Regions from separate parts of the Sus scrofa genome. Here region 2 is linked to region 1. The links are chromatin contacts, called in public Hi-C maps. All regions are on one chromosome and are shown on one strand. Each heading gives the region's core, a stretch centred on a gene start, on an enhancer-like site or on the middle of the called end of the contact. The rest is flanking DNA. Distances are from core to core; before and after follow the strand shown.

The links. A called contact is a pair of places that touch in the nucleus more often than the background predicts.
Region 2: a contact with region 1 is called in a Hi-C map of liver, with 2.9 times the contacts expected there. The contact joins the promoter of RBP7 here to the promoter of LZIC in region 1. A contact is called at or near these places in 1 of 5 promoter capture datasets (liver), 2 of 47 Hi-C or Micro-C datasets (both in liver) and 1 of 2 datasets of contacts at active chromatin or transcription factors (skeletal muscle).

Annotation. Positions count from the first base shown.
Region 1 is chr6:70,269,724-70,274,501 of Sscrofa11.1, forward strand. LZIC (protein LZIC) reads right to left here and starts at 1,987. Exons shown (of 9, transcript XM_021095309.1): 1 at 1,879-1,987; 2 at 1,408-1,565. NMNAT1 (nicotinamide/nicotinic acid mononucleotide adenylyltransferase 1) reads left to right here and starts at 1,573. Exons shown (of 7, transcript XM_021095306.1): 1 at 1,573-2,336; 2 at 3,125-3,252.
Region 2 is chr6:70,310,988-70,315,765 of Sscrofa11.1, forward strand. RBP7 (retinol binding protein 7) reads left to right here and starts at 2,329. Exons shown (of 4, transcript NM_001145222.2): 1 at 2,329-2,456. The coding sequence starts at 2,384.

The sequences.
Region 1 (4,778 bases), core at 737-3,236:
GGGGTCAAACTGGAACTGCAGCTCTGGGCCTAAATCACAGCCACAGCCACACTAGATCCGAGCTACATCATGGAAACATACACTGAAGCTCAGGGGAACGCCGGATGCTTAACCCACTGAGTGAGGCCAGGGATAGAACCTTCATCCTCATGGATCCTTCATCACATTCATTACCACTGAACTACAATGGGAACTCCCATGAACCTTTTTTTTTTTTTTTTTTTTGCTTTTTAGGGCCACATCCTCCGCATATGGAGGTTCCCAGGCTAGGGGTTGAATCAGAGCTGTAGCTGCCGGCCTACACCACAGTCTCAGCAATGCCAGGCCACATCCTCCGCATATGGAGGTTCCAGGCCACATCCTCCGCATATGGAGGTTCCCAGGCTAGGGGTTGAATCAGAGCTGTAGCTGCCAGCCTATACCACAGTCTCAGCAATGCCAGATCCAAGCTGCATCTGCAGCCTACACCACAGCTCATGGCAATGCCAGATCCTTAACCTACTGAGCAAGGCTGCATATTGCTTGCTTCTTCCACTGCATCCTACATCTTTTTTTTTTTTTTTTTTGTCTTTTTGTTTTTTCCAGGGCTGCACCTGTGGCATATGGAGGTTCCCAGGCTAGGGGTCTAACGGGAGCAGTAGCTGCTGGCCTACACCACGGGAGCAGCAATGTGGGATCTGAACCGCACCTGTGACCTACACCACAGCCCACGGCAATGCTGGATCCCCAGCCCACCGAGCAAGGCCAGGGATTGAACCTGAAACCTAATGGTTCCTAGTCAGATTCGTTAACCACTGAGCCACAGTGGGAACTCCTGCATCCTACATCTTATTCTCTATTTAGCACTATGTCTGCCTTGAATTATATGTGATTCATTATAGCTTATTGTTTGTCTGTTTTCCTCTCCAGACTGTAAAATGAGAGCAGAAAATAAGTCTCATTCCTTTCTTAGCCTAATCAGCATTTAGTTCAGACTAGGTATTTGATATGTATAAAGGTACAACATATTTTAAGATTAACCTTGTCTAAACGAACTTCAGGGAAGAAAGAGACACTTTGGTTTTGTATTGGGGGTTTTTTGGTCGCACCCACACCAGAAGGAAGTTCCAGGGGCCAGGGATGGAACCCGCTGCCACAGCAGTGACCTGAGCCACAGCAGTGATAATGCCAGATCCTTAACTCACTGAGCGACTAGGGAACTCCTTAAAAAAAAAAAAAAAAAAAAAAAAAACCACAAAACCCTTTTAAGAATCTTAACCTAGTGCTACATTAGTTGAGATTCGTCCTATAAAGATTAACTCGCGGGCACCACCTAGTATTCAACAAAGGTGGTGCACCTTTTACGCAAACAGCCAAATTACTCCCCCAAACTGTACTCTGGAGTGGAAGGTACTCATTCACGCTCACCTTTCTCTTAGCACTCCGAACTCTGCTTAGTGCTGACTGGTCTCAAACTGCATAAAACCGCCAGTTCTTGTAGTTTCAAGTGTTATAAACTTGAGGAACGCGAAACTGTTCATCAGGGCAAGAAGTTCAAAGTTCAAACCACCTGAGGGTGGAGCTGGCTGGAAAAGGGAACAATTGACAAGCAGTTTTATTCACTATATATAAACGTGGCCTAAAGCAGTTCGGAAAACTTCCACTTGGGCGGCCTGCGACTGCACCCTCTCTTTCCGGCTCCTAGGGAGACATCGTAGGAGCAGGGGGCAGGTGTGGAGGAGAGGGTGAAATCCGCTTTCCTTCTGACTGTGCGGGCAGTCTTTGAGGCTTTTCCTGGTGAGACCGAGTGCGTTACTGAGGAAAACGCCGCACCCTAAACTGCCTTGAGGGAAGCTGTCAAACCCAGAAGCACGAAAAAGATAAAGGTGGAGCGCACACGTTTTCCTGGCTGGAAGTGAGCGGCTTCTGAACCTCGACCTTCCGGACGGGGTCAGGCAGCAGCTCCGGCCACCGCCCCAAATTCCATCTCCCACCAGGGAACCTGAAGCTCCCGCACTTGGGACTGGCGGCGGCCGGGTCGACTAGGCCTGGTTGCTCCCAGGCGTCGCCGGGATCCCGGCGCCCCCAAAGCTCTTCGGTCTTCCCAGACCAGAACCCGAACCACCCCCTCGGGGTCCCCTCTCCGCCTCCGCCCACCACGCCTGGTCCGAGAGTTCACAGCCAGGGGCCCCGCCTACCTGAGGGTCCGGGCCCCGCGGACGCGTGCAGGTGAAGCACTTCCGCCAAACGCACGCACTTCCGACCGCCTGGAGCCAATGAGGGCGCGGCTACGAGTGTTACCGTCACTGGTATCCGGGTTGCGGACTGTCTCCCGGAGGACTCGGGCCAGTAGCGTGGTAAGCCCCTACCCGGAGACCCTGACAAACCGGGCTCTGGGGGAGTCAGCCAAGGACTCCTTTTTAAAATCGCAAGTGCAAGGGAGTCCAAGATGGTGGGGTTTTTGAGGGTCAAATGCAGCCGTCCCCGAAGCAAGGTCTCAATCAAGTTTGAGGCTGGGAGTCTTGTCCCTTCCTTTAGAATTTTCTCTGTAGAACCAAAAATCTCGGTAAAGTTGCCTCTGGCCTTTGGAACAGGTGAATTCACCCTGGGGGAAAAACTCCTTCTTGGGCAGAAGTGAGGGGGGCGAGGCACTTCCCCTTTTTCCCGCAAATCCTTTTTTCCAGGTCTGTGAAAGACTGGATTACGAAGCAGTTTGACACCAATTCGTCTTGGAAAGGAGACTGCGAGCCGTTGGGCAACATTCTAAAAGTTACTCAGAAGTTAGGTGGAAATTGTTTTCACATGTTCCCAGCCCAGCTCCTTGAAGTCATTAGTCCACAAGACAACCTCAGGGTTTACAGCGAAATTGTTAAACAGGTGTTGTCTTTAAAGTTAATTCTAGGAATTCCCTGGTGGCTCAGTGGGTTAAAGATCTGGCATAGTCACTGCTGTGGCAGGGGTTGATTCCTGGCCCAGGAACTTCCACAGGCCCAGGAGCCTGGCCAGAAATAAAAATAAAGTTAATTTTAACTCAGCCACCCAGGACACACTTCCTAGATCACCACAGAACTCCACCAGAATGAATTATTTGTCATTTCTGTCCAATCATAGAAATTCTTATTTATCACCATAAATTGTTTTTCAGAGTTACAATTTGGTTGTGAAATCGCAGTTCTAAGTCCAACACAGAAGAGAAGTTGACACACAAGTTGGAATGGTTCCAATGGCCTACTGTGCAAAACTATTCAGATTCATAGAATTTCCTTTGTAAAAGTAAGTGGCTGTTACGTATTTTTTTGTTATTGTTAACAAGTGGTAAATATATTGTGTATCAAGCAAGCCTCTTAAGTTTAGATAATTTTTATCGAAGTATAGTTGATTTACAATGTGTTAATTTCTGCTGGACAGCAAGGTCATTCCGTTTTATATGTACATAATGTATGTATGCATTGTTTTTTATATTCTTTTCCATTCTGGTTTGTTTCAGATATTGAGTATAGTTCCCTGTGCTATGCAGTAGGACTTTGCTGTTTATCCGTTCTGTGTAATAATAGTTTGCATCTGCTAACCCCAGACTCCCAGTCCGTTCCTCTCCCATTCCCCTCCCTGTTGGCAACCGCAAGTCTGTTCTCTAAGTCTGTTTCTAATTCGTAGATAGGTTCATTTGTGTCGTATGTTAGATTCCACGTGTAAGTGGTATATGGTATGTGTCTTTTCTTTCTGATTTCACTTCGTATGATAATCTCTAGTTCCATCCATGTTGCTGCAGATGACATTATTTTGTTCTTTTTTATAGCTAAGTAGCATTCCAGTGTGTGCATATGTGTATATATATATATATACATATATGCACAATGGATTTACATACAAAGTATATAATGTATATACAGTGGAGTATATAAATATGCAGTGATAATGTGACTATGTGTGGAAATGTTTTTGTAGAATATCAAAATCTCAATGACAAATAGGGTCAGTGCCACATACAACAAAGCTGGAAAATATCCTTCTTTCACCATTTGAAGTACTTGCTGAATAAACATTTTCTCACTGGGTTCTTCCCCTAATTTTTATGGTGATAATACAGAGTTCTACTTAGGCATTTGTGTTGGTTTTAGAGGGTGCGAGCAATCTTAGAAGCTGTGGAGGAAAGGCCTCACTGTACAAGCATCGTGCTTACCTGCTCTTCATTCTTGGTAACTTAATCTGATTCCGCAGTTCAGATTCCGAGAGTATTCTTACATACCTTTGGGTTCTTGTTTAAAGCTAATGGATAGTGAAAAAGCATTCCTAGTGCATAGGCAAGAGAAATTGGTTTTGGTTCAAGTTCTCAAACAAAGATAGAATCTAAGCCTAAAAAGAGGATGGGGAGGGAAGAGAAGAAATTGGGAAAAGAGGAATGAATGTTAGGTAGGTAGACACAGAGAGAGCGTTGGGGAAAGTAACCTCAGAACTGGGAGTCATAGGTGGAAAATCAGATCACTACTGCTGGGTAGCTGGAGGAATTTAGAAAACTTTAACTTGGACTTGGGTAGGAGTCCAGAGGGAACAAATTGCCCCAGCTAGATAGGGAAAATACAGGGGCAGATGAAACTGGAGTAGCTGACTAGAAGTATCAGGAGCCAAAGGCTCTCTGCACCTGTGGACCTCTTGTAAATGTCTATAGTAGGTAACTTGTACTGTTGTAAGTCTTTTGTGATGGTTAATCGTATGAGCTTTTTGGAGTTCCCGTCTTGGCCCAGTGGATTAGGAATCCAACTGGAAAGAATCCAGTATTGCTGCAGCTCGGATCACTCAGA
Region 2 (4,778 bases), core at 1,079-3,578, 42 kb after region 1:
TTGCTCAGTGGGTTAAAGATCTGGCATTGCCGTGAGCTGTGGTGTAGATCGCAGACATGGCTTGGATCCTGCACTGCTGTAGCTCTGATTCGACCCCTAGCCTGGGAACCTCCGTATGCAGCAGGTGCAGCCCTAAAAAAAGCAAAAAGAAAAGAAAGCTAGAAAGAAGGTGTGCTGTTCTGAAAAGGTGACTCAAGTTTTTGAAAGAGATCCAAATATTTCTCTGTCCAATTTCTCAACTAATGGAAAAATAAGAGAAACAAGCAGAGCACCAAAATAGCACATTTATTACTAATAAAATCCAGGCTAGAAGTTGTAGCTATAGGTGTGAGGGTCAAAAAGGGACTGGTAACTGCGACAGATGGTGTTTTCCAAGACAGCTATTATGAAATCTCCCATCTCACATGTGACATCAGGAGACGAAGTCCCTGTTCCCTCTTTTTGCATCTGGGTGGACTTTTGACTCTGGTGGAAGTGGTTGTGGATGAGCAGAGAAGGGAGAAACCCACAGTGTCTACTGGGTTTGGGGCTTGAACAACCAGGTGGCTAGTGGTACAATGGATGGAGATGAGGAAATCTGAGGAATAACTTTGTTTTATGCCATCTTGATATGTTACATTTGGATGCACTAAGACATCCGAGTGGAGACATCAGGTAGGCAGTGAGCTCAGGGCTCAGGACTCAGGCTGCTTGAGTTTGCTAGTTTGCTTGTTTTGCTTTTTAGGGCCACACGCATGGCATACGGAGGTTCCCAGGCTAAGGGTCGGATCAGAGCTGCAGATGCTGGCCTACACCACAGCCACAGCAACATCAGATCCAAGCTGCGTCTGTGACCTACACCATAGCTCACGGCAAGGCCAGATCCTTAACCCACTGAGTGAAGCCAGGGGACAAACCCGCAACCTCATGTTTCCTAGTCGGGTTTGTTAACCGCTGAGCTACAAAGGGAACTCCAGGCTGGCTGAGTTTGAATCCAGACTCTTCCGCCAACTGTGTGATCTTGGGCAAGTTACTTAACCTCTCTTCATCTCGGGCTTTGCCTCTGTCAAACGGAGATGGTAAAGGAACTACTGGAGAGGTAGCATTTTGTGATTAATGGTCATACACAGAGTAATTGCTCAATAAATGCTAGCTGTTAATATATTTGAGTCTGGAGCTCAAGGGAGAAATGGCCAGAAAAGTCTTGGAGCCAGCCTGGCTAATGTTATACATTAGCCCACACCCCTGACCACCCACTCTTTTGCCTTTCTCTACTGTCAAGGTTAAGGCTAGAGGCTAGATTCCCCCCGGCTCCCTCATGGTTAGACGGAGCGTACAGTTTTGGCCAATGAGTGTAAACAGAAATGGGACGGAAAGATAGTGGCAGGTGGTGCCGTACACCGTCCTTCTCACCTCCAGTGTGGAAACCCGGCAGCCAGCCCCTGACAGAGAGGTCACTGGCAGGAATGGAAGGCCAGGAGAAGGCAGAGATGCCACCCTCGTCATAAGGAGTTGCCAAATCAGGTCCAGCAACCGCTTATCTCAGGACTGCTTGATAGGTAAGGAGAAGAGGAAAATAAGCCCCTATTTATTGTGACCACTAGAGTTGGATTTATTTATTTATTTGTCTTTTCTAGGGCTGCACCTGTGGCATATGGAGGTTTCCAGGCTAGGGGTCTAATTGCAGCTGTAGCCAGCGGCCTACACCACAGCCACAGCAACAAGGCATCCCAGCCGCATCTGCAACCCACACCCCAGCTCATGGCAACGCCAGATCCTTAACCCACTGAGCGAGGCCAGGGATCGAACCCATTACCTCATGGTTCCTAGTCAGATTCGTTAACCACTGAGCCACGATGGGAACTCCTAGAGTTGGATTTTTTAAATGTATTTATGTATGTATTTATTTCTATATGGCCTGCCCCTATGCAGCATGCAGAAGTTCCCCGCCAGAATCAAACCCGCATCACTGCGCTCACGGGAGTCACAGCAATGACAAACCCGGATTCTCAACCAGCTGAGCCACCAAGGAACATGTAGAGTTGGATTTATTGGCCTATTATTTTGCAGCTGACACCGTAATGAAGGCCATGCCTTTGAAAGCGATCCCTTGGTCACTAACACGTAGGCAGAGAAAATGTGCGCTCTGGGGAATGTCCCCTTCGGCGTTCAAGCAGAGGCGGGGGAGCCCGGAGGAAGAAGGAGGTGTTTCCAGGGGAGGGGCGCAGAGGGCCAGGAGCGCAAGGCGAAGGAGGCTGGGCGAGGAGGGGCTTTCTAGGAGCTCCTGGGCCCCGGGATCCCCGCTAAGCTCCTGCGCGCGCGGTCCCCTCGCGGCCCCGCCCCGGCCCCGCACTTGCCACCAAGTCCCCGCCGCCCACGCGCCGGTGCAGCCGCCAGCCCCGCCATGCCCGCCGACCTCAGCGGCACCTGGAACCTGGTCAGCAGCGACAACTTCGAGGGCTACATGCTGGCCCTAGGTAGGGCGGGAGGGGCCGTGCAGGGACCTCGGGCTCCCATCGCGTCGCGGTGTCAGGGCGGCGGCGGTGGGCGGTGCTGCGTCTCCGTCTCCTCGTCTCCCCCTCGCCCCGTCCATCGGTCCCCCGAGTCGGCCTGCCGGTCTGCCCGTGCTCCCGACCCCCAGCCCCCGTCCGTCCGTCTATCGTCTGCCGGTCGCTCTCCCGGGCAGTTTACCAGTCCTCTAGTCCATCCGCCTGTTCCCCCATCCTCCGCTCTCCCCCACCCTCCTGCCTGGCCATCTCCGGGTCCCTCCTGCCCTGTCTGCCATCCGCCCTCCCTGTCCTTCCTTCTCCCCGTCTGCCGATCTCTCTGCCTGTCCTGCCGTCTGTCCGCCAGTGTCCCCGTCTGTCTCTACCCCGCGGCCGAGGTTCATTCTCCACCGCGGACACGGTAGGGGTCCCCCCCTCACCGGCCCGAAGACCTTTCCCGGAGACCCTCGCCCGGCAACCACTTTATCGCGGGGCTCTGGGCGACTGGCTGTGGGTTTCCGAGTCCAGTGGCCGCCCCAGGGAGGTGCCGCCCCAGGGAGGTCCCGCCCGGCAGCATCAGCATCGCCTGGAGCTGGGCCATCCTGATTCGGGTCTCCAGGTGACTTTGTGCCCGCTAGAGTTCAGAAGCCACCTAGGACATCTTGAGCTTTCTGGTTTCCTCTTCCCTCGAGCGCTTGACGGGGATAAGAAACTCAGATGCTTTAGAGGCCACTACCCCTGCCTCCTCCAGGGGCCAATTCAGCCTGGAGGGCCGTGGGTCCGCGCCTGGAGGGGTCGCTTCCACCTCCCCCTGCCCAGCAAGGCTCCCCCAGGTGAGGAAGGAGGGAGAGGCGGAGGGTCTCCAGGGTGTGTTGGGGGGCGGGGTGGTGGGCAACGGAGGCTCTGACCAATGCCCCTGCTTCCCAGAGGGTACTTCTTGCGGTGCTGCCCTCAATCTAATTCTTCTGACTTGGTGGTTCTGAGCACCTACTCTGTGCCAAGCGCTTTTGCCTAAACGTCACCCATCAGGTGCACTTCTGACAGCTGGGCCAGACCTGCTGTTCCTCTTTGGGCACAGGCAAATCTGCTCTGAATTCTTCCCTTGGTACCTGAAGTCATACCTGCACAAGGTGTTTCTGGGTGGGTTAATAATAAGTGCTGAAGTTATATTTTCTAGCGGGGGTGGTGGGACCACCTAGACCTGTGCCCATTCTGGCATGTGCCCCTCAATACCAGGTGTATCTGGTATTTGATAGACAGGACTCAAGCACAGAAAAGAGAGCATTTGATCCAGATGTGTGGAGAGCTTCCTTTAGCTGAGACTAAAAGGGGCTCCTCTAGCTTCTTCTTTCTTGCCAAATAATAGCATTGAGAGATGCTTTCCATTTTTCTTTAAGAAAACTTTACTTGGCTTGACACTTTTAATTTCCCTGGTATTTTTATCATCGTTAATATTTCTAAACCTGTACTTTATGGAACACTAAATCCATGCAAATATCCCTGTGCTTAATTAAGCTTGAAAAATGCTGGTGGAATACATTCCAAGCTTTCTTTACTGCAGGACTTCTCAGAGCCTTTAATATACCAAGGTGCCCTGTGAATTTTCAAAGGATTGGAAAGAGAAGTTAACACTGAATTTCCTAAAATATAACTTCAACACTCATTAACCCACCCAGAAACACCTTGTGCAGGTGTGACTGCAGGTACCAAGGGAAGAATTCATAGCAGATTTGCCTGTGCCCAAAGAGAAATAGCAAAGCTCTAGTTTATTCCCAACATCAAATCCATCAAGAAATTGTCCAAAAGATAAATTGGAGCTAAACTGATTTTTGTTAATAACGTAACAATTTTGAAAGTGCAGCTTTAATCCAGGAGAATATTTTCCAGAATTTGACAACCTTTTCAATGCCCTTTGGTTTAAGCTCCATTTATCTTTTTCGAAACTGTCTGATACTGTTCCTTTGGGTGGTGTTTAATAGCAAGCGGTCTGTAATGCAGCGTGGTCTCTTTATGTGATGTTTAGATACAAGACTGATCTCAGCGGTCACCCCAGAGTTCTGAAAGTAGGATGATTGGATTCTGTGGCTTTCTCAGATGTCGAAGATCTTTAAACAGTGTCTTGCCAAGTTGCTCCATCCGCCTGTCTGTGAGCCACTTATGAACTCATCATAAGGGTTCTCTTGCGCTGCAGCAGGAAGAGGATCTGGCATTGTCACTGGTGTGGTGCAGGCTTAATCCCTGGCCCAGGAACTTCCACAAGCTGCAGGTGCACCCCCCCAAAAAAAAGCCAGCAATCTGGGGAGAAGGCGGACT